7 separate regions of the Mus musculus genome follow, and regions 1, 2, 3, 4, 5 and 7 are each linked to region 6. Evidence: chromatin contacts called from public HiCAR-type and promoter capture Hi-C data. All regions are on one chromosome and are shown on one strand. The core of a region is the stretch at or near the end of the contact, and the rest is flanking DNA. Distances in the headings are between cores, read along the strand shown.

Region 1 (2,700 bases), core at 84-2,583, 2.8 Mb after region 6:
AGACAGTGTTTCTCTGTGTAGCCCTGGCTGTCCTGGAACTCACTTTGTAGAAATCCGCCTGCCTCTGCCTCCCAAGTGCTGGGATTAAAGGCGTGCGCCACCATGCCCGGCAAGAAATCATTTTAACCTCAGTAGTCTGTCACTTTTCTGTTCTTATAGCCACTTTAATGACTGTCTGCTGTGCCAGGAAACCGCAAAAGCTATGCCCAGCTGCCGTGAAGAACAGACTGTGTTCAAACAATAAGAAACCACAAGAACTGTGCCCTGCTGCCCGTGAAGAGAACACTGTGTTTAAGAGATAAGGAAATGTACTTTTGCTTAGCTTTCATTTCAAAGAAACGGGGGTTGGAGGTTCGGGATTACTGGAATTTATGTAACCATGGATTTTTTTTTTTAGAAAATGATTAACAGCGGTAAAAAGATTTAATGAATAAATCTTTAGTAAATAAAAGACTGGGTTCAGTTTCTGACAAGAGAACACATGAACTGACAGCTTGTATCCACTACTGACTCATATATTATTCAGTCAGCACCACTCCCACTCACCCCTTTCTCAGGACCATCCTCACCTCAAGCTGAGGCTGGACCTCGGCAACATACTTATATGAAAACTTTTACCCAAGCTAAACAGAAAAGTCAATATTAGAAAAAAAGAAAAGCCAATGTTAGGAAAAAAAAAAAGAAAAAGAAAAATCTGTTATACTGACGCTCAAACCGGAAGTAACGGGATAGACGTGATAATTCCGTGACAATATAACTGGAAACACCAGACACCAGGAACAAGGAGGTTCCAGGAGCCCGCAAAGCCACCGTGGGGGCGTGGCTAGCACCGTGAGCCCCGCCCCCACACCCTCGTGGAGGGTCAAGCGCGCGCCCGCCCGCCAGGCTTCCAGACTCGCCCCCGCGCGGCCTGAGCCCCGCGACGGCCAGCAGTGGCGCGTCTCCCCCCAAAGGGAGGCTGAGCCCGGGAGCTGCCCGTCCTCCTCCGACCCCACACACGCCGACCGCGAACAGCCCATAGGGACCGACTCTCAGAAGAGCTCGAGGCCCGACCCTACGCCCAGGGGTCGCCGCGGCCCGCAAGGCGTCGAAGTTGAGACTCCCACTCCGGCGCAGACGCGACCTTCCTCCCGGGCCCGCGCATCCCGGCCTTGCAGACATACCTGGAGGGGTCTAGCCTCCACTCGCGGTTCCGGGTCACGAGGCTCGCGGAGAAGGGGGCTCTTGTCACCCACTCGCGACTGCAGGTGGGGGAAGGGCGAGCGCTAGCGCTTTTGCGCAAGCGTGCACCTTGTGGAGCGAGCGGCCGTTCCCAGAGTCCTCGGAGCTGTGACGCTGAGGTGTAGGACTACAATTCCCATAATGCCTCTGAGCCGCGCTGCTAGGAACTCTGGGAAACGTACGCATTATTAGTTGGGTAGGGACCGTTTTTTCCAAGTTAACAGTCTGGTTTGTGTTACGGTCCCTTTCATCTTCCTGTGCTGTTAAAAACCCGGATTTGGAGTAACTGATTAAAACTTTCAACAACAAAATATGTGCGTTAAAGCAAATCTCAACCGCACTGGAAGCACACACCTTTCTGGGTGTGGTAGTGCACGCCTTTAATTCAAGCTAGTGAGAAGTAGAAGCAAGCAGAGATCCCTGGGAGTTGGAAGACTTAGAAAGTCTCAGTCCAGTCAAGGCTACAAAGTGAGATCCCCGTGTTACACCCACCCAGACACACACATTACCACTACCACCATTTTCCTTAACCTCTCGGCTCTACAGTTACTTTTGGAAGCACTGGCACAAATAACCCCATGTTTGTTGGTTTGAGACAGGGTCTTGTCAAGCCTAGGCTGGCTTCAAACTAATGATCTTCCTGTTTCAGCTCCCTGCTTACTGGGTTCTGGAGAGGGGAGGAAGCTAAGTAAACTCACTTCAGATACAAAAGCTTCAAAATGAAAGCTTCATTTTCTGTATGGGGCAGCCAGTTCTGGATCTGAACCTCGTCCCCCAAGGGAGACTGCACTGCAGGATGGGAACACAAAGGGGGGCGGGGAGGGGCTGTTGCAGTGACTAATCATATTTTGACACAAGGAGTTAAGGAAGTTTAACATTGGTGGTTGTGCCTTATCCTGGTTTCAATGTCCTGAGTCAGCTTTTGCAGTCAAGTCCCCTCCTGGACTCTGACCTGGCATTTAGAATGATAAGGGAACTGCACGTAGTCCGTTAAATCACGACAGGAAATAAATACACTTACTATTTGCATGCCTTAGTTAGATAATGGGATAATGGCAAAACCCCCTTTTTATATCCATTACTGGTTAACACACAGACATGAAACACCTGAAGAAGCAGGATAGGAGTTGATTCTGGGATCTGGGAACATGAACTCAGTTTTGGCCCTGCCAGCAAGATGGAACTTGTTTCTGAGATGGTTAGACTCATGAAATGTCTCCTAACAGGCGAACGGTACCATGCTCAGTATGATTTTATTTCTGTTTTGACCGTGATTATGAACACTGCATAGCTGCATGCATATGGTGCACATCCATACATATAATAGTCAAAACACTCATGCACATAAAATCGTAAAAATTTGTTGTTGATGATAATTTTAACTTTGCATAAAATATACACAAAACTATTTCTGAGGCATGGGGGGGTCAGGAAGGAAAGGAACGGGGATAGAATTGATCCCAGTGCTCAGAAGTAGAG
Region 2 (2,700 bases), core at 182-2,681, 2.7 Mb before region 6:
GAGATGGACAAATAGGCTCTCCAAATACATTTTGCCAGAAGCAGCGCTGCAGCCCTGAGCTGTGCAGAACAGAAGTGCCTTGCCTGGCTAAGAGCTGGGAAGCAGTGGCTTTCTGGAGGTGACAGGCAGAGTCTTGAGGGAGAACGTTTGCTTCACCACATGAGAGAATATTCTAGAGGCTGGGGAGATGGTTCGGTGGATAAAGTGCTTACCACACAAGCAGGAGGTCCTGAGCTGGCCTTCCAAACCCATGTGACAAAAGGTCAGCCATGAGAGATAACATGGGCTTGTTATCCCAGTGCTGGGGAGGCAGAGGCAGGAGGATTCCTGGGACTTGTTAGTCAGTCTAACTGGTAAGTTCCAGGTTGGTGAGAGGTCTTGCTTCAAGTAATGAGGTGAATGTGGACTTGAGGGTGGCACCTGAGCCTTAGCGTGTTTGAGTTTGAAGGATCACTTTCAGGAGCGCTCTCCATCAACTATCTATGAAGAGAGAGCCACGGGGAGCAAGCTGGTAAGCACCCCCCATGGCCTCTGCATCAGCCCCTGCTTCCAGGTTCCTGCCCTGAGTTCCTGTCCTGACTTCTTAGATGATGAACAGGGATGCAGAGAGTGGAAGCCAAGCCCTTTCCTCCCCCAAGTTGCTTTGTTCAGGGTGTTTTGTCACAGCGATGGTAACCCTGACTGAGAGACATCTATCTTGTCTTACGAAAACTTAAAGAGAGAGGGTTTGGAAAGATGGTGCAGTGCCTAAGAGCACACACTGCTTCCAGTTCCTGAGGGCCTGAGTTCAGTTCCCACTACCCACTGTAATCATAAGTGCCTGAAAGAGGCTTGCAGCCAAGCCTGACAACCTGGGTTCCATCCCTGGGACCGACATGATGGCGAGAAGCAGCTCCTACAAGTTGTCCTCTGGTCTCCCCCACTTGCACCGTGGCTATCGGAGCATTCCCAACACTCCTCTGGAGACAGTGAGAAAGGATTGCTCTCCCCGTGGACACCGAGTTACCGTGTAGAAACATACCCTATTGGTTACAGAGACTGTTTCTGGATACTGGCTCATCCTGTTGCCATATATGGGTTTCCAGGCTTCCAAAAGCAACTTCTAACATGGGGCAGGGGAGGTGGAGGTGGGAGTGGGGGTGAGGGATAAAGGGAGGGGGAGGGGGTGAGGAAAATGCCCATCTAAATACAGAAGTCTCACCTGTCACTTTGGCCTGAACTGGCTCCAGCTGTTCTTTCTTATTCTGGCCAAATATTATCTCCATGGAACCGGTGAGCGGCAGCAAGGGGGTTGTTACTGGAATAGACAAAGCCGTGTGTGCTCAAAGCCTCCTGTCTTCCTGCTCTTTGCTCCTTGACATCATCCTTGGTCCCTGTACACTCCGTCTCTTCCTCTGTGTCCCTTCCCCAAGCTGACCGGTGCTTCTGCCTGCTGCCGGAAGCTGCTGGGTAATTTATACAGTGTGTGTGTGTTAGGTCAAAGGTCAGTTCCCAAGCCATGTGTTACTGCTAATCTTTAATCCCATTAGTGTTTTTCCAACTCCTCCGCTCTGATTTCACTTTTAGCTTAGCCAAGGAAGGCTCCGCTCTGAGTCGGAAGAGATGATTTGGCGCGTTCTGCTGAGTTTGCCCGAGCTAGCCCATCCTGAGAACTGGATGCATTTATGGTTAGAGCAGAGAGAACAGCATTTGGGATCAGCAAAGGCTCTTCAAGCGAGGGGACCATCAAAGACATTGACCGCACTATTGCAAGTTGTGGGCTGGTGACATCTTTGCCTTCTGCAAACAGAGAGAGAAGGCTTTGATTTTAACCTGGGGCTTGGTTCGTTCCCACTCTTAAAAAAAATCCTATCAACGGACACTTGATTGGTTTTCTTTTTGGAAGGAGGGCTCAAAGATGTGTCATGTGCCCATTTAAAAAGCAAAGATGGGGAAGACAAAGACTTGGCTTTTTCGGGAACCAAAGAACAATTAAAACACAAAACAACGTCAGGGCCTGTGCACAAGCGAGGCTTTGAATTCTGCCCAGAGCACCCGAATGAATTCCAGAGCTGGGAGGCAGAGACAGGAGGATCCCTGAGGCCTTCTGCATAGCCAGTCCATCGGGAACCCTTCAGTTCAACTCAGACTGATAAGAGGGAGGACCCAAAGACTAAAATCCACACTGCATTTTTGAGAGCATAGGGTGGGAATTGGGGGATTCTCGGTTCCTGCTGCTCGAAGTGACGCCCTCAGCCAGGAGAGCAGCAGAAGGCTTCCACACTCCACCACATATACAGGAATCAAAACACCACAGGACACCTCGTGAATATGTATGATCTCCCTGTCTTATGTAATTAAAGAAATTATAAAACTAAAGATGCTTTGGGATTGGAGACAGGGATCAGTCAGTAGAGTATTCTACTTGCCAAAGAAAGACCCTGAGATCAACTCTCAGGACTCAGGGTTAAAAAAAAGGGTGGGGGAGCCAAGCCAAGCCTGGTGCTGGTACTGCCTGCTGTCTGCTGTCTGCTGTCTGCTGTCTGCTGCCTGCTGCCTGCTGCCTGCTGCCTGCTGCCTGCTGCCTGCTGCCTGCTGCCTGCTGCATGTATACAATCCCAGTACTCAGGAGGTTGAGGCAGGCAGCTCCTTAGCTGATGGCCAACCAGCTTAGCCCCTTGGTGAGTTCAAAAATAAATAGATAAGATGGATGGTACCAGA
Region 3 (2,700 bases), core at 145-2,644, 2.7 Mb before region 6:
TCTGGCCTGGAAATTCAGTTTGATTGACTGCCTTAACCTCTGAACTGCCAGCCCTGAGCTGTCATATTGGTGATCTAAATTTCTTGTTCACAGACACCTGACCCCTAAGTCCACAAAGAGCCCAATGTTGTAAGGCCAGGCTAGGCTAAAAGCCAGAAGTTTCAAGGGCACTTGGATTGCTTCTGGAGTTCGAAGGTCTCCAAAAGCAAAGATTCAAGAACAGCATATGTGTCCGAGTTCTGCTGGGACAGAGCCCTAAGAAACGGCATACACATAATTTTCCATTTTCTGATCTGTCAATTCTAGTGACATTGCTATCATTCGTCTATATTTAACCAGCTTACTGGGCACTTTCTCTACCTTTTAGTGCCCCCCCCCACCCCCCATATTAAAAGAGCAAACCAGTTTGCCTGAAGGAAAGTTGCTAAAGAAAAGACAGGAGCCCATCTCACAAATTCTGATCCGATGCTATAAGCTTGGTCTCAACCTTTTCATTAACCTAGTAAACTGGGCTAAGGTTTGCGTCGCTTAAGTTTTACAGTGCCCTCTTGGTGGTTACAATCGCTGGGTCCTCGGTGGTAACTGTAGCCAAAGAACGACCCCGGGTCTTCTCAAATTCGCAACAGTTTTGCCTGTTTGTAACAAGGGAGTGGCAAAGTGACAGTTGGGCTTTGGGGGTGGGGGCTTCCCACCGACCTCTTACAGGGTTCTCCTTCTGCCTAAGCCGCGGGTGTTTGTTTTGGCTTCCCCGCGCAAAACCTGGCCGGCCCACTGTGCGGTGACTCGGAGGTAAAACTTCTGCGGGGCTCCGCGGGCCGGGCGGGGCCTGTCGGGGCGAAGGGGCGGCTCTTCCCGGAGCAGCCCCGCCCTGCTCGCGGGTGCGGGTCCAGGACGGCCTGTACACCGTGTTTGGGGCTTTTGCGGACCTCCAGGGACTCCGGGATCGGGGCGATCTCGGTGGAGAGGCCCATGGGCGCCCGAGGGGCGCGGCGGCAGAGCCACTGGAGCCGCAGGCGGCCAGGCCAGAGAGAGAGGGAGGGATGCGGAGGCGATGGGCGGCGGCGCCCGCTCACCTGATGTACGGGCTGGCCGCCGCCAGGATGTTCTTCTGCACCGGGATCTCCTCGCCGTCGAGGACCAGATGCGCGTCGCAGAAACGCGCCTCCTCCCGGAACGAGCTGAGCGCCCGCAGCAGGCGCGCGGCGTGCTGAGGGTCGGACACAGCGCTGCCCTCGGCCATCGCGCCTCCCGCTCCTCCGCCGCCACCTGCCCGACCCGCCCGCCCGAGTCCCGCGCACGTCCCCGCCGGCCACTCCTCGCGTCCGCTCGCCCGCCCGCCCGGACTGAGTGAAGCTCTGGAGTCAGAGCTGGAAGTTCAACAACGCGCCTGCGCCATCGGCAGCGCGTGCGGACGGCGCCTTTAAGGAGCTGTGCCGTTGCGTCATCTTTCCGCGACGCCCCCGCGCCCCGCCCTACCTCGCAGCAGCCAATCAGAAGGGCTGGGCTGCGAGCGCCGGGCGCGCCCACGGGCTGTGCTTGGTGCGGGCGGAAGGGTTTAGCGGTTCCGCGGTATCCAATTCCCAGTCTCGGCGAACCGAGTGCTCTCAGTGTGGAAGGGAGTGAGACGCAGAGTGAAGCCGAGGACTTATTATTCCTTTCGCGGGAGTTACGCCTCGCTACGTTCACGTCCATTAGTTCCGGGCAGAACGCGGAGTCCGCCAGAAGCCTTCGCTGAAGACGTCGCGAGTGAAGCGAGAGAAACAAGCAGTTTTGCAAGGCTGTGGCAAGGAAGGTGTTTTCCTCTTGCAATTGGGGACCGGGAGCAATGGAAGGGTTTTAAATACCGCGGTAGGGGTAAGGTGTTCCGAAGGTTTCTAAGATCGGGGTCTTTAAAGCAGATCGATGCCAAGATTAGATAGTGGGCTGGATAAAAGGACTCTGTGGTATATGCCCTCCCTTCCGCCCCCGCACAAGAGTACAATTGGGAAGGAGAGGGGGTCCAGTTAATTGCATGATTGCCATCCCTACCTTTTAGGAAAGATAAAGTCTGAAAGACTAGGGGGTATGAAGGCCAGATGTTCGGATGGTGGGGGCTAGACTTCCCACAGAGACAGATCAAGGCTGTGGTACTAAGCACCCCTGGGTGTGCTCACTCTGCAGGGCGAGCCTCGTCTGTGTCCCTGGAAGTTGCTGAAGGTGCTTGGGAGTGGAGGAAGTAGCTACCATTTTGTGCAAACATTAGGTGCTCGAGGCTACAGAGAATTAAGTCTTATGAGGACCAAGGATCAGAACATTGGGGCAGCATTCAAAGTAAGGCAGGATGTGGTTTTCAGTGCGTCAGCACAGCCTCCCGTAGTCCAAAGGCCCCAAGGAAAGTCTTGGTTTTCACCCTGGAAGCAGCAAGGCTTTGGCGTCACTGATAGGAATCAGAGTATAAACTATACTCAAGATAGGAGACTAGGGGAGTAAAGTCAAGGAAGTTACTAGTAGAAGATCGATACATTTCCAGTTTCCATTTCAAACACAGTATCTATACCTGCAGTGATAAAAGTATCTAGACTCTAAACCAGGAGGTGGTGACGCAAGCCTTTAATCCCAGCACCGGGGAGGCAGAGGCAGGCAGGTCTCTGTGAGTTCCTGGCCCACCGAGAGAGTTCCAGAACAGCCAGGGGCTACATAGAGAAACCCTGTCTTGAAAAA
Region 4 (2,700 bases), core at 61-2,560, 2.9 Mb after region 6:
CTTTGTTTAGGAGACACTACCTCCTTAACCAGAAAGGTAGGTACCATGCTGCAGCGGCAGAAATGAAGAGTCTCAGACAAGAAGACCTTTGAGGATCATGACGCTAATAAATGCGACCTCAATAGGCAGGTTTCACTCAGCCATCCACAAGTGAACACATGCCTGCAGTCCTAAGGTACCCGGCTCCACACGCCTAGTAGGCAGCTTTCCCCCTAGGCAGTAGTTATCTTATTTGATCCTATTCATCCTCTGACATGGAAGGAACCAGGGGAAGGGCAGGAGTTAGCTTCATACCCATACCTTAGCACATTAAGAGGTTTCGGGCGCCCCGGCGCGCCCTCCCTTGCACTCCACCCTTCAAGGCCTCCGTCACCCGCGGACTCACCACTGTGCGAGCTGAACCACCTGGGTGCGATGTGCAGAGGTAGAGCATCCGCCAGCGAGGCTCGGGAGCCCAGGTACAGCATCCCGTCTCTATGGTGACCGCCGCCGGTCTCTTGGTAACCATTGCCGTGGGCATAGGTGGAGTCCGACGTGGACCCTCCGCCGCCCGGCGCCCTCTCGGAGTCGCCGGTCCCGCGGGAGGCGGGGGTGTAGAGACTAAAGGGCACCCCTCCGGCCGTGCTGGGGTCCATGCCCATGCCCGCCACCGAGCTGACCGAGCGGCTGCGCAGCCCCATCGCCCCGCCGCCCGTCCGGTAGTGCCCAAAGTGGGGCGCCCCTCCCGGCGGCGGCACGGCGCTGTCATCCGTAGAGACCCCCGGGAAGGGGCCCCGAGAGCGGGCCGCCGTGCTCTGCTTGCCCCCCATGTTCGCCGGGGCCCCGGTGGGGCGGGAACGTGGAGGCTGAAACCCTCCCCCACTACTCAGAAGCGGGTGGAGGTCTGGGCGAACATAAAGGCGGAGGGTTGGGGTTGGGGAGAGTCACAAAAGAGCCCCGAGGGGAGAAAAATGAAAAAAGGTGAGGGGGGGAATCCTCAAAAAAAATCCGCGGGGTGGAAAAAGCAAGCGAGCGGGGACCCCAAACTAAGAATTTCAAACTGTCCAAGCCGAATGCATGTTCCCCTTAAGGTCCGAAGAAGCGCGGTCCAGAGCCGGCGCCTCGCGCCACAGGCCGCCCCCGGGCTCCGGAGCCTAAGGAGCCGCAGCGAAGGGAGGGAGGAGCCGGAGGAGGCCGCTCGCCCGCAGCAGGAAGCGGCGGAGGCTCCGGGCGCCGCGCCGTTCGCGTCCCCCGTCTCAGGACTCCTCAGCCCGCGCCGGCGGCCCTCACTCCTCCAGGCTTCGGGAGGGCTCGCGGCGGTGGGGCAGCCAGGCGGAGCTCTGGAAGCCGCGGTCGCGTGGCGTCGCGCTCCGGCTCCAGCCGCCGCCGGCCCCGCCAGCCAGCCGCACCGCCCCGCTCCGTCCCGGGCTGCGCTCGCCGGCGCTCCTCGCCGCCGTGGAGACAATGGAGGGCGGCAGAGCGCACGCGCGGCCCGCGCCCCCTCCCTCCTCCCGCACCCCCCCCCCCGCCGGGTTAACCCCTTCGCGGCCCCTGCGGCGCAGCAGCGAGCTGCGGCCTTGGAGGTCCCCACCCACCTACCGCCTGCGCCCCGGGCGGTCCAGGGACAGGACGTCTCCAGCCGCCGGGCGTCTGCGACAGAGGTCAGACTTCCTCTGGATCACAGCTCTGCTGGAGTCGCGGCGAAAGTCGAATCAATGTCTTCAAAACGAGACCCTGAGTGGGGGGAGGGGTAACGACGGTTTTAGCGGGTAGGAAGGAAACACCGAGAAGAAAGAAAAACCAACTAATAAAGCCTACCTGGGTTTGAAGGGTCACTGGGGGAGCTCCCCTCCCGCCACAGACCTGCCCTCACAGCACCCTCTGGTGGATATGCTGTCCATTCGTTTGGAGGTTCTCCATCCAAGGACCCCAGCCAACCTTAGGAAGTTTAGCATGGGGGGCGGGGGGGGGGGGGGAGGAGGGAATCAGCTTGGACCCAAACACATTTGGGATTAGCTGTTAGGAGATACAACAGTGCCCCAGTGGCGCCTAGACTTTGCTGTCGTTAGATCAGAACCAACTATTTGGGTCTGAATCGATTCCTTAGGCTAGAATATAATCCTCAAAATCAATAGGTGGATTAAAAAAAAAAAAAAAGTAAGAACCATGCAGCGGGAAAGCTGTTTTAGAAACTCCTTGCCCAAGGCCGATTGCTGTTTTGTTTATCATGTATTTTGACATAGAGCCATATTTTGACATAGAGCCACAAGGCAAGGGCACAGTACTCAATAAATATTTGTTGACCAAATTGCATTTTGCAACAGAGACTCACCTTGCCAGGTCAGTCCCAGTCTTTCTCATATTTTCACTTTGCTTATTCTTTGAGCAAATAATTTTTCAAGTGCTCAGCTCTGAGCACCGTAAGCATCACCCAGTCACTAACCTGACCTTCTCTTGTCACTCTGTCAAGTGGGCTCCGTGCTTCCGAAAATGGAATTGGAGGGAGATTTAAAGGGGCTAATAGACTTGTCTCTTCCAGTGTGACTAGCCTGGAAGGCCACAGAAAGATGGTTGTTTGCAAGCACAGAGTGCTGGGGGTGAGCTAAAAGCTTCGAACAAGCTGGGCAGTGGTGGCCTATGCCTTTAATCCCAGCACTTGGGAGGCAGAGACAGGAGGATTTCTGAGTTCGAGGCCAGCCTGGTCTACAGAGTGAGTTCCAG
Region 5 (2,700 bases), core at 164-2,663, 2.6 Mb after region 6:
AATCGTGTGCCATCACCACACAGGGCTTTCTGCCTCATTCTGTTAAGCATCTCAGCATAAGGGCCAGAGGAGGTGACATGCTTAAATTTGAGGGCACAATTAAGCATTGGGTCACATTCTTCTACGTCACCTTCCCCAGCCCCCTTTAGATGTATTCCACACTGATATTTTGACGGCTGTGAACTCTTAGGCTGATTCCCATTGCCATCCCATTGGTCAACTCCCACCAGGTTTTACCCACTCATCCAGAGCATTGGTTGGTCCTCCCGATGTCTCTGCTAAAATTTCCTATTGGTTGTTCCTACGGATTTCTCTGCTAAGATTTCCTCATCTTCCTCCTTCATGTGCTCCGAGAGTTCGATTATTCTCAGTACAGTATGCATTATATTCTCATCACAGTTTTAAAAAAATGTGTGTATATATATATATATATAAAGGCGTGCGCCACCACGCCCGGCAGAAGGTGATTTCTGAGGGACTAGGGGCATGGCTCAGTGGGTGAAGGTGCTTGCTGCACTGTACTACATACATGCCTGGTGCCTATTGAGGTCAGAACCAGGGCGGTAGTGAACCGCCATGTTGGGGATGCTAGGAACCAAACCTAGTTTTGCTGCAGAAGCAACAAGTACTGTTAACCTTTGGGCCGTCTCGCCAATCCTCACATACTCACAAATTTAACTGCTTTTCCATCCATCTTTCCCGTTGTTTCAAAAGTGTCAATCTAGCACTTTGTGTAGTGGCTTCCCTCACAGATAAGCGGATTTCCTTTTGTCTTTTAGTGATTATCGGATTGTTGATTCATTAATGCTGAACTTACTGCCAACAGTACTTGTAACTCAGGCCTGAATGTAGCTTACTTAACAGGCCGAGTTTCTCAGGAAAGAGCGTCGCAGTCTTCTTGCGCTTAGAATATTAGACAGAGTTTCGGTAGTGTTCTTGGGAGCAATTTTAGGCAGAAAAAAAAAAAAAACAAACAAAAACAAAAATGCAGGGAAAAGGCACAAAAACTGCATTAAAGAATTCGATTCTAGCGAGAGAATTGAATCAAAAAGGCAGAGCCTCAGCCTTGCTCAAAAGTTGATGGGAACTTTAGCATCTATCTATTCAGCTTTCAGTTTTTACTCGCTGAGCATATCCGGGAGCGACATTTTAATCTCTGATTTTAGAGTTAGAAAAAATATTAGCTTGTGAGCAAATTTCAAAATAAAAAGACAAGTATAAAGAGAAAGTACTATTTCCGCAGATAAGCCATTCTCCATTAAGGACGCACGGTACCGTTGAAAACTACAAGCCCCAGCATGCATCGCTTCTGAGAGGTGGGGGTCCGGAATCCCACAAGGGCCCGGTGAGTGTAGACTGACCAATCGCAGCAGCCGGAAGTGTCGTCTCTGACCACGTGGCACTGCCTGCGCATGTGCGCTCGCCTCTAGGGCGGCCCTAGCTGCTGGTCCTGTACCCCTATGGTCTCGCCCTATATCTAGCTTCGCTATTTTGGGGCAGTGGCCGCAGTCGTGTGGGTAGCAGGCCCCAAGTGACAGCAGCATGGAGGAATTCGACTCCGAAGACTTCTCCACATCGGACGAGGATGAGGACTACTTGCCGTCCGGTGAGCGATTCGGCCTGAGGCGAAAGGAGGGTGGTTTCCACGCTTCACACCTCACTCGAGACTCTCCCGGACGGTCCCCAGGGCGTGGGCCTCGTGATCGCGAGGTCCCCACGGCCCGTGGGCTCCGGAGTTCGGGTTATCAGGACCCCGGCCCTCAGGCGGCCTGGAACACGCATGTGTCGGTTCTGCATAGCTGCTGTCCTGGGCCGCCGCCCCCTCGGAGCGCGGGAACAGGCGCGTGAAGCCCGCAGGCTGAGCGTACTACCTACCTACCGGCTGGTTCTGGAAGCCGACCCGGACATTGGAGATTGTTTTTAGGGAATTGCCAGCTTCCTTCACGTCCGAAACTCAATTGTCCGCCTCTGGGTTCGGAAGGGATCGGCTTGTTAGAAAGTTGATGTGATAATGTGTTTTCCCTCTTTGCAGGAGCTACCCATCGTCCTCTTTTAAGAACTTTTTCAAAAGTTTTATTTTTAGAGATTTTATGGCACGTATATCAGTGTTTTTTCCTGAATGTCTGTCTGTCTCTGTACATCATGTGTGTGCCTAGGGCTTCTGGGACTGGAGTTACAGGTGGTTGTAGAGCTGAGTCGTCTCGCCAGCCCCTTATTATTTTTGTGTATGTATGGCGGTGCATTCAGGTGGCCAAAGAGGACAGAAGGGGGTATCGGGTCCCCAGGTGAAGGAGTTACACTCAGTTGTGAGCCGCCCGACTCTGGAACCAAAGTCAGATCCTTTGGAATGAAGCGCACACTCTTTTTTTTTTTTTTTTTTTTTTTTTTTTTTTTTTGAGACAGGGTTTCTCTATAGCCCTGGCTGTCCTGGAACTCACTTTGTAGACCAGGCTGGCCTCGAATCCACCTGCCTCTGCCTCCCAAGTGCTGGGATTAAAGGCATGCGCCACCACGCCCGGCTGAAGCGCACACTCTTAATGGCCTAGCTATCTTTTTTTTCTTGGGGTGCGGTAGAGGAGCACACTAAGAATCCAGCTTATGCGAGGTCCAGACAAATCTTTTAAACATTTATGTGTGTGAGTGTTTTGCCTACATGCACATCTATTTGTATGTATCTACATGTATATTTAGTGTCTTCAG
Region 6 (2,700 bases), core at 155-2,654:
CACAGGTGGTGAACTTCCAAGACAGCCAGCTTCTTCCTCACACTCTTTATGTGAGTCGAAAGCCTGGCATCTTAAAACAAAGTCCTTGTGGGCTTTTTCTCCTGCTAGTCAGCTGTTGCTGATGACTGGCTCAGCAAGTTCGAGACCACATCAGGACACGTTACCCAACAGATGTGGGTTGACCAACCCTTATCTTTTCTTCAAACTGACCAACTCTTAAATTAGGGAATGAAAACTCCTCAATGACTTAAAACCAAAGCCCTCAAGAAGAGGCTGCAATTTTTTCGGCTCCAGAGTTCCCTTTGGCTTTGCAGTTGTTTTCTCCATGTGTGTCTGCCCTGTGAACACGAGTCCTCCCCTACAGAGTGCCTTTCAGCCTGCTGACTGTGCCTGCTGCTGTCGGAGGTGTTGGAGACTTCTCCACTGCTACCTGCTACATTGCGAATTTCCCGCTTTTTCATTCTTTGACTGGCAGAGCCTGATCAAGACTGTATGAAAACCTAGCATTTTGTCCATTAAGTATCTATTTCTTAAAAATGAACAGAGGTCCCCAAGCATAGAGTCAGCTGCAGTAGCTCCCCCTATGGGAGCTACTATCCCCTATCACGCCTATGCAATTTTGCCACAGATACAGTCCAAGTAACAGAAAACGCCTGCGGGGCAACCTACTAGCCTCTCCACTGAGTGCCTTGTGCACAGCACAGATTCATTCTTGTGTCTGCTCATTTCAGAGATGAGGAGAACAGAAAAGTCAGGGGCTTGCTTTCAGTGGCCCAAGGTCACGGTTAGCAACAGGGAAAGGCTCTGTGGAGGTTTCCAAGACTTCCCTGGGAAACCACTGCGAGCCATCCAGGACATCTGCTTAAAAATACAGATTGCTGGGCCTCCAGATCAGGTCCCCATGGCAGGAGCTTGGCTTTGAAGTTTTCTCTATTTCCTCTTTAGAGGAGTAAGACCTAGGCGCCACCACCGCACGGTGCAGTGCCACCTAGTGAGCGGCAGGGGGCGTGCGGCGGGTGGCCAGGTGACGGGACCTTGACCCAGATCCCCTAATAACGGGGGACAGCCTGGGACAGGTGGCTGGCATTTCGGATGCGCATGCCCGCCTGGCAGGGCAGCGCAGGGTCCAGGCCTCGCAGGACACGGCTCCCAGGAACGCCGCTCCAAGGCCGCTTACTTGGCGTAGTACACCCAGCCGTCCTTGGTGGTTCTCTCCTCCCAGCCCGGAGGCAGCTCATCCTCACTGTCCGTGTCGTCCAGGCCCGCATAGCGCAGAGCTGCCATGCTGGAGACAGAAGTAGCCGCCTGCTCTCCTCAGCAACTCACTCTGGCTTCAACCGCGCCGCGCGCGTCCGGGAGGGGACCAGACCGCTCGCGCCTGCGCACTGCTCGCCCAGCCGGTCCGCGGCTGTAATCCAGTTTCCGGGTTTTGCAGCTACTGGCGGGAAAGGGGGCGGAGCCTGAGAAGAGCACGGGAGGGAACGCGGAAGAGATGGAACGGCCGTGGGGGGTGGAAGGAAAAGCAGGAACGGCTCAGAAACTGGAATAAGCTTCCTCAGCCTCCTGGAAGGGGCGTGCTTACCCAGTCATCATGCAGGACTCTGCACGTTGCTGGGCGACCCGAAGGCACTTCCTTATTGTTTTACCCAATCCTGAATGAGTCCCAGCAGTGAAGTATCCTGGGAAATGTAGTCCAAGCTCAACTGGACTATAAAGGGGGGGCGGGGAGGGGGGAAAGGTTCTGATGAGATTATTCTGAGCTCCAGTTTCGTCCCATGCCCTGCAGGTGTACAACCTTTTGACACTACGACATGATACTGTGACATGGTCATTTCCAAAATTTACACTAGAGAAGCCCTCAATCGAATATCCAAATAGGAAAAAGAAAAGAAAAATCTCACAATGCTTAAAGTTTAGGATTTTTGTGTTGGGCAGCATTTATTAGTATCCCGGGCCACGTGTTGCCACGAGCCTCAGGTTGGACACACCTGCGAGAGTAAATGTCCTGACTTGATACTATCCAGGTATTTTTCCATTCACAATCTGTGTTGTTTATGTAAATATGCCATTTAAAAAAAAAAAACCTACACTTGGAGAACTAAGTGACTCCAGAATTTGGGAGGGTAAGTCAAAACGATCACAAGTTCACAAGTTCGAGGCCAGCCTATGCTATAAAGGGAGCCAAAAATCGAGAACATGCAAATTCTCATGCCTCCAGATTCTCTATTAAGAGAGAATGGTCTTCCAACCATAACTTGGTTCTCTTGTTCATAGGCGGCACCTGATTACAAACTTGCAAAGCAGACTTTTAAAGCACCTGAAAAAAAAATCCTGGTTATAAATATCCTAGACCCACAATGTGAAGCCTACCTTCACAACAGCACTTAGTCCCTTCCCCTATTTGTTTATCATTTCTGGCTCCTGGAAGTTTAGCTTTGACTTTGATCTAACAAGGATCTATCTGCATGTAAACCCAGGCAAAGAAGATTTTTCAGGAGCTTGAATACGTGTGAGACAAAGCCAACACCCACAAAGTCATACCCTAAGGAGATTTTATGACCATCTTGTTTCTGTAAAAACATCTGCGCCACAGTAGTTATGAAATGAGGATTTTTTAACTATCCAAGCTTGTGCTTCCGAAGCTGCACGCCAGGTGGCGCTATCAGCCTGCAGTTCAAAGCCTTGGTTCCCAGCAAGGAA
Region 7 (2,700 bases), core at 90-2,589, 2.6 Mb after region 6:
CACTGGGGTGGAGCTTAAACACTAGGAGACCTCAATGCCTGCCTACCCAGTGGCACACTTCCTCTAGCAAGGCCACACCTCCTAATACGTGCCACACTTCGCATGGGCTAAGCATATTCAAACCGGTAGATGGCGTGGTTCAGATCAAAGGTGGATTTTCCACCTCAAAGATCCAGATTATAGGTATTGCTACTTTAAATCCCTCACAGGTTTCGCCAGCCATTGCGGTTTTAGTTCATTCCAGGCGTCGTCAAGTTTACAACCAGGGAGAGCCATGGCCATATGTGTGTGGGAACCTGTGCAGGTCAAAGGACAACTTGCAGTTATGGGTTCTCTTTTACCACGTGGGCTCCTGAGATGGAACTCAGGTCACAGCTCCTAAAAGTTTCAACTTCTGTGACTTAGAGAATTTCTGGTCCTTTTTTTCTTTTTGGTTTTTCGAGACAGGGTTTCTCTGTATAGCCCTGGCTGTCCTGGAACTCACTTTGTAGACCAGGCTGGCTTCGAACTCAGAAATCCGCCTGCCTCTGTTTTGGTCCATTTAAAAAGTCTTATTTTTGCTTGTTGGTTGTTCGGAAGTTGAACCTACAGTCTTTTGTTTTGTCTTGTATTTGCTTTGGTTTTGGTTTTGACAGAGTTTCTCTATGTAGCTCTGGCTGTCCTGGAGCTTATTCAGTAGAGCAGGCTGGCCTCGAACTCAGAAAGCTGCCTGCCTCTACCTCTTGAGTGCTGAGTTTAAAGGCACGTATCACCACCGCCCAGCGAACCTATAGACTTTGACAGGCTAAGCAACTGGGGTTGGAATCTAGGGATGTGCAGCTAGGCTGGTTCTCTGTCAATACATATTCAGTCCTACAGAGAAATTTGAGTAGGCTAGTGGTCACTTAATTTTTATTTTTGGTGATGTATCCTTGTATACTATTTTAAAATGTATGTGAGTCTATGTGTATGTGAAGGTAAAAAGACAACCATGGGAGTTGGTTCTCACCTTTCACCATATGAGTCCTAGGGATGGAAGGCAAATCCTTCATGCTTGGAGGCAAACACCTCGCCTCTACCCGCTGAGCAATCTCACCGGACTTGTCCTACTTAAAGGTGGCACTAAAGAGGGCAGAGCCCAACACACCCAGATGGAGCAGAAGAAACTTGCCACTAGGGGCGCAGCATGCCGTGGGTTTCTCTAATCGAACGCAGCGCCAGGGGGCGGGAACAACCGTTACCCCGCCCCCTCCATCTGCGGCGCCCTGTGATTGGAAGGAGAAACGATTACTCTAGCAGCGCCGTTGGAGTGGGCGGGAGAAGAGGGCCGGCCAAAGGTGACGCCGTGGCTGCGGAGGTGCGGTACTCCGCGGCGCGGCGGGCGGTGGATGGCGGCGGGATGGAGCGCGAGGGGAGCGGCGGTGGCGGCGGCTCAGCCGGGCTCCTGCAGCAGATCCTCAGCCTGAAGCTCGTGCCGCGGGTGGGCAACGGGACCCTGTGCCCCAACTCCACTTCGCTCTGCTCCTTCCCAGGTACGCCCCGCCCCGCGCCTGCGCACTGCGCACCTGTCGCCTGCCTCCCAGGGCGAGGCCGAGGCAGCCCTGGAATCGCACTTGGGGCGACGGCTGTCCAGTCCTAGTGACTGCTAGTATCCTTCCTCTGAGAGCCTGTGTGCTGACGCTGTCCTCTGACTCTGTCCTACACCCACTTTCCCACCAGCCTGCTCAGACCTGTTGCGGATTCCCCCACCCGCACCTAGAAGAACTTAAGACAGAACTTCTAAATTGCTCTTAGCTCTTACCCGGGCTTCGCCGCCTTCTGCCAGGAGGGCTTTTAAAGTTACATTTACATTGTAGAACTGCTACAATTCAGAAAGTTGTGGAGAAGAGAATGATCCCCTGAGGTTATTAATAAAGGCCCTCAGGGGAGGGCATGATTGCTTTGGGTTTTTGAAGGCAAGACGACAGAGGCGGGGGTGGGGTGGGGTGTGGGGGGGTAGGGGTATTAGGACACTGCCGCAAAGAGAAACTAACCCAGTGACGTTGTAAAAGAGGATGACGGGTGGGATTGCTGACTGCAACCTTCGACCAGACACCTGTGAGTCTCATCTACTGGGCAGCGACTGCCAGGCGCCTCTCGGTGGACACCTGGGACCTGCCTGTGTAGTAGCTGACAAGGTGGCTGCCTTTTTGTTTTGTGGCAGCTGAAGATGTTAGCTTGTGATCCTGCCCACAAGAAAAGAGTCTGGGAGTTCAGATTGTTTCCAGAAGTACTAGTGTCCCACCTGACAGTGATTACAAATAAATACATATATAAATAAACAAACAAATCTGAAAGTGATTACAAATAAGTAAACACACAGACACACAGCATTCTGGCGACCTTCTCCAAAAGATGAAGGGTTCTTTCTTTCCTAGGATTCAGTGAGTCTGTTCTAACTCATTTTCTTACTTCTCTCCCAACTATTAAGGAGATTTCCAAACCTGAGAAGGCGAAACAGAGAATAACAAGTACCCATATGCTTAGTTCGGGTGGTAAAAGTCACATGTCTACTTAAAAGCTGAGGCTCATTAGGCACTTGTGAGACCATCATAGGTGGGGTTAGGTAGGCCTAGATGGTAGGCTAGATTATGGGGCCACAGTTGTATATTTGGCTGGTGTTGATGGATGTCTCATGCAAAGCAGGACTATTCTGGTTTTACAGCCTTGGTCACATCAATG

What was found. Promoter capture Hi-C pulls out the DNA fragments that hold promoters and counts their contacts. HiCAR-type assays count read pairs that join an accessible place to other places.
Region 1: a contact with region 6 is called in a promoter capture Hi-C map of pre-B cells, with 8 times the contacts expected there. The contact joins the promoter of Zfp1 here to the promoter of Wwox in region 6. A contact is called at or near these places in 1 of 39 promoter capture datasets (pre-B cells) and 1 of 115 datasets of contacts at active chromatin or transcription factors (astrocytes).
Region 2: a contact with region 6 is called in a promoter capture Hi-C map of hippocampal neurons, with 3 times the contacts expected there. The contact joins the promoter of Bco1 here to the promoter of Wwox in region 6. A contact is called at or near these places in 4 of 39 promoter capture datasets (the 3T3-L1 cell line, hippocampal neurons, liver and 1 more) and 1 of 115 datasets of contacts at active chromatin or transcription factors (astrocytes).
Region 3: a promoter capture Hi-C map of pre-B cells shows a contact between it and region 6, with 4 times the contacts expected there. The contact joins the promoter of Gan here to the promoter of Wwox in region 6. A contact is called at or near these places in 5 of 39 promoter capture datasets (the C10 cell line, cranial neural crest, liver and 1 more), 4 of 484 Hi-C or Micro-C datasets (CD4 T cells, pre-B cells, regulatory T cells and 1 more), 1 of 115 datasets of contacts at active chromatin or transcription factors (astrocytes) and 1 of 9 other capture datasets (liver).
Region 4: a contact with region 6 is called in a HiCAR-type map of astrocytes, with 8 times the contacts expected there. The contact joins the promoter of Znrf1 here to the promoter of Wwox in region 6. A contact is called at or near these places in 1 of 39 promoter capture datasets (pre-B cells) and 1 of 115 datasets of contacts at active chromatin or transcription factors (astrocytes).
Region 5: a contact with region 6 is called in a promoter capture Hi-C map of pre-B cells, with 3 times the contacts expected there. The contact joins the promoter of Cfdp1 here to the promoter of Wwox in region 6. A contact is called at or near these places in 3 of 39 promoter capture datasets (3T3-L1-derived adipocytes, liver and pre-B cells), 1 of 484 Hi-C or Micro-C datasets (CD4 T cells) and 1 of 115 datasets of contacts at active chromatin or transcription factors (astrocytes).
Region 7: a contact with region 6 is called in a promoter capture Hi-C map of pre-B cells, with 4 times the contacts expected there. The contact joins the promoter of Tmem170 here to the promoter of Wwox in region 6. A contact is called at or near these places in 4 of 39 promoter capture datasets (the C10 cell line, embryonic stem cells, liver and 1 more) and 1 of 115 datasets of contacts at active chromatin or transcription factors (astrocytes).

Annotation. Positions count from the first base shown.
Region 1 is chr8:111,642,076-111,644,775 of GRCm38.p6, reverse strand. Zfp1 (zinc finger protein 1) reads right to left here and starts at 1,333. Exons shown (of 4, transcript NM_001037665.2): 1 at 1,164-1,333.
Region 2 is chr8:117,094,596-117,097,295 of GRCm38.p6, reverse strand. It overlaps Bco1 (beta-carotene oxygenase 1), which reads right to left and starts at 1,431. Exons shown (of 11, transcript NM_021486.3): 1 at 1,202-1,431. The coding sequence starts at 1,265.
Region 3 is chr8:117,156,675-117,159,374 of GRCm38.p6, reverse strand. Gan (giant axonal neuropathy) reads right to left here and starts at 1,394. Exons shown (of 11, transcript NM_001081151.2): 1 at 1,074-1,394. The coding sequence starts at 1,240.
Region 4 is chr8:111,535,250-111,537,949 of GRCm38.p6, reverse strand. It overlaps Znrf1 (zinc and ring finger 1), which reads right to left and starts at 1,310. Exons shown (of 4, transcript NM_133206.4): 1 at 386-1,310. The coding sequence starts at 809.
Region 5 is chr8:111,853,050-111,855,749 of GRCm38.p6, reverse strand. Cfdp1 (craniofacial development protein 1) reads left to right here and starts at 1,413. Exons shown (of 7, transcript NM_011801.2): 1 at 1,413-1,606. The coding sequence starts at 1,543.
Region 6 is chr8:114,438,356-114,441,055 of GRCm38.p6, reverse strand. Wwox (WW domain-containing oxidoreductase) reads right to left here and starts at 1,404. Exons shown (of 9, transcript NM_019573.3): 1 at 1,178-1,404. The coding sequence starts at 1,284.
Region 7 is chr8:111,875,314-111,878,013 of GRCm38.p6, reverse strand. It overlaps Tmem170 (transmembrane protein 170), which reads left to right and starts at 1,339. Exons shown (of 3, transcript NM_025781.2): 1 at 1,339-1,511. The coding sequence starts at 1,379.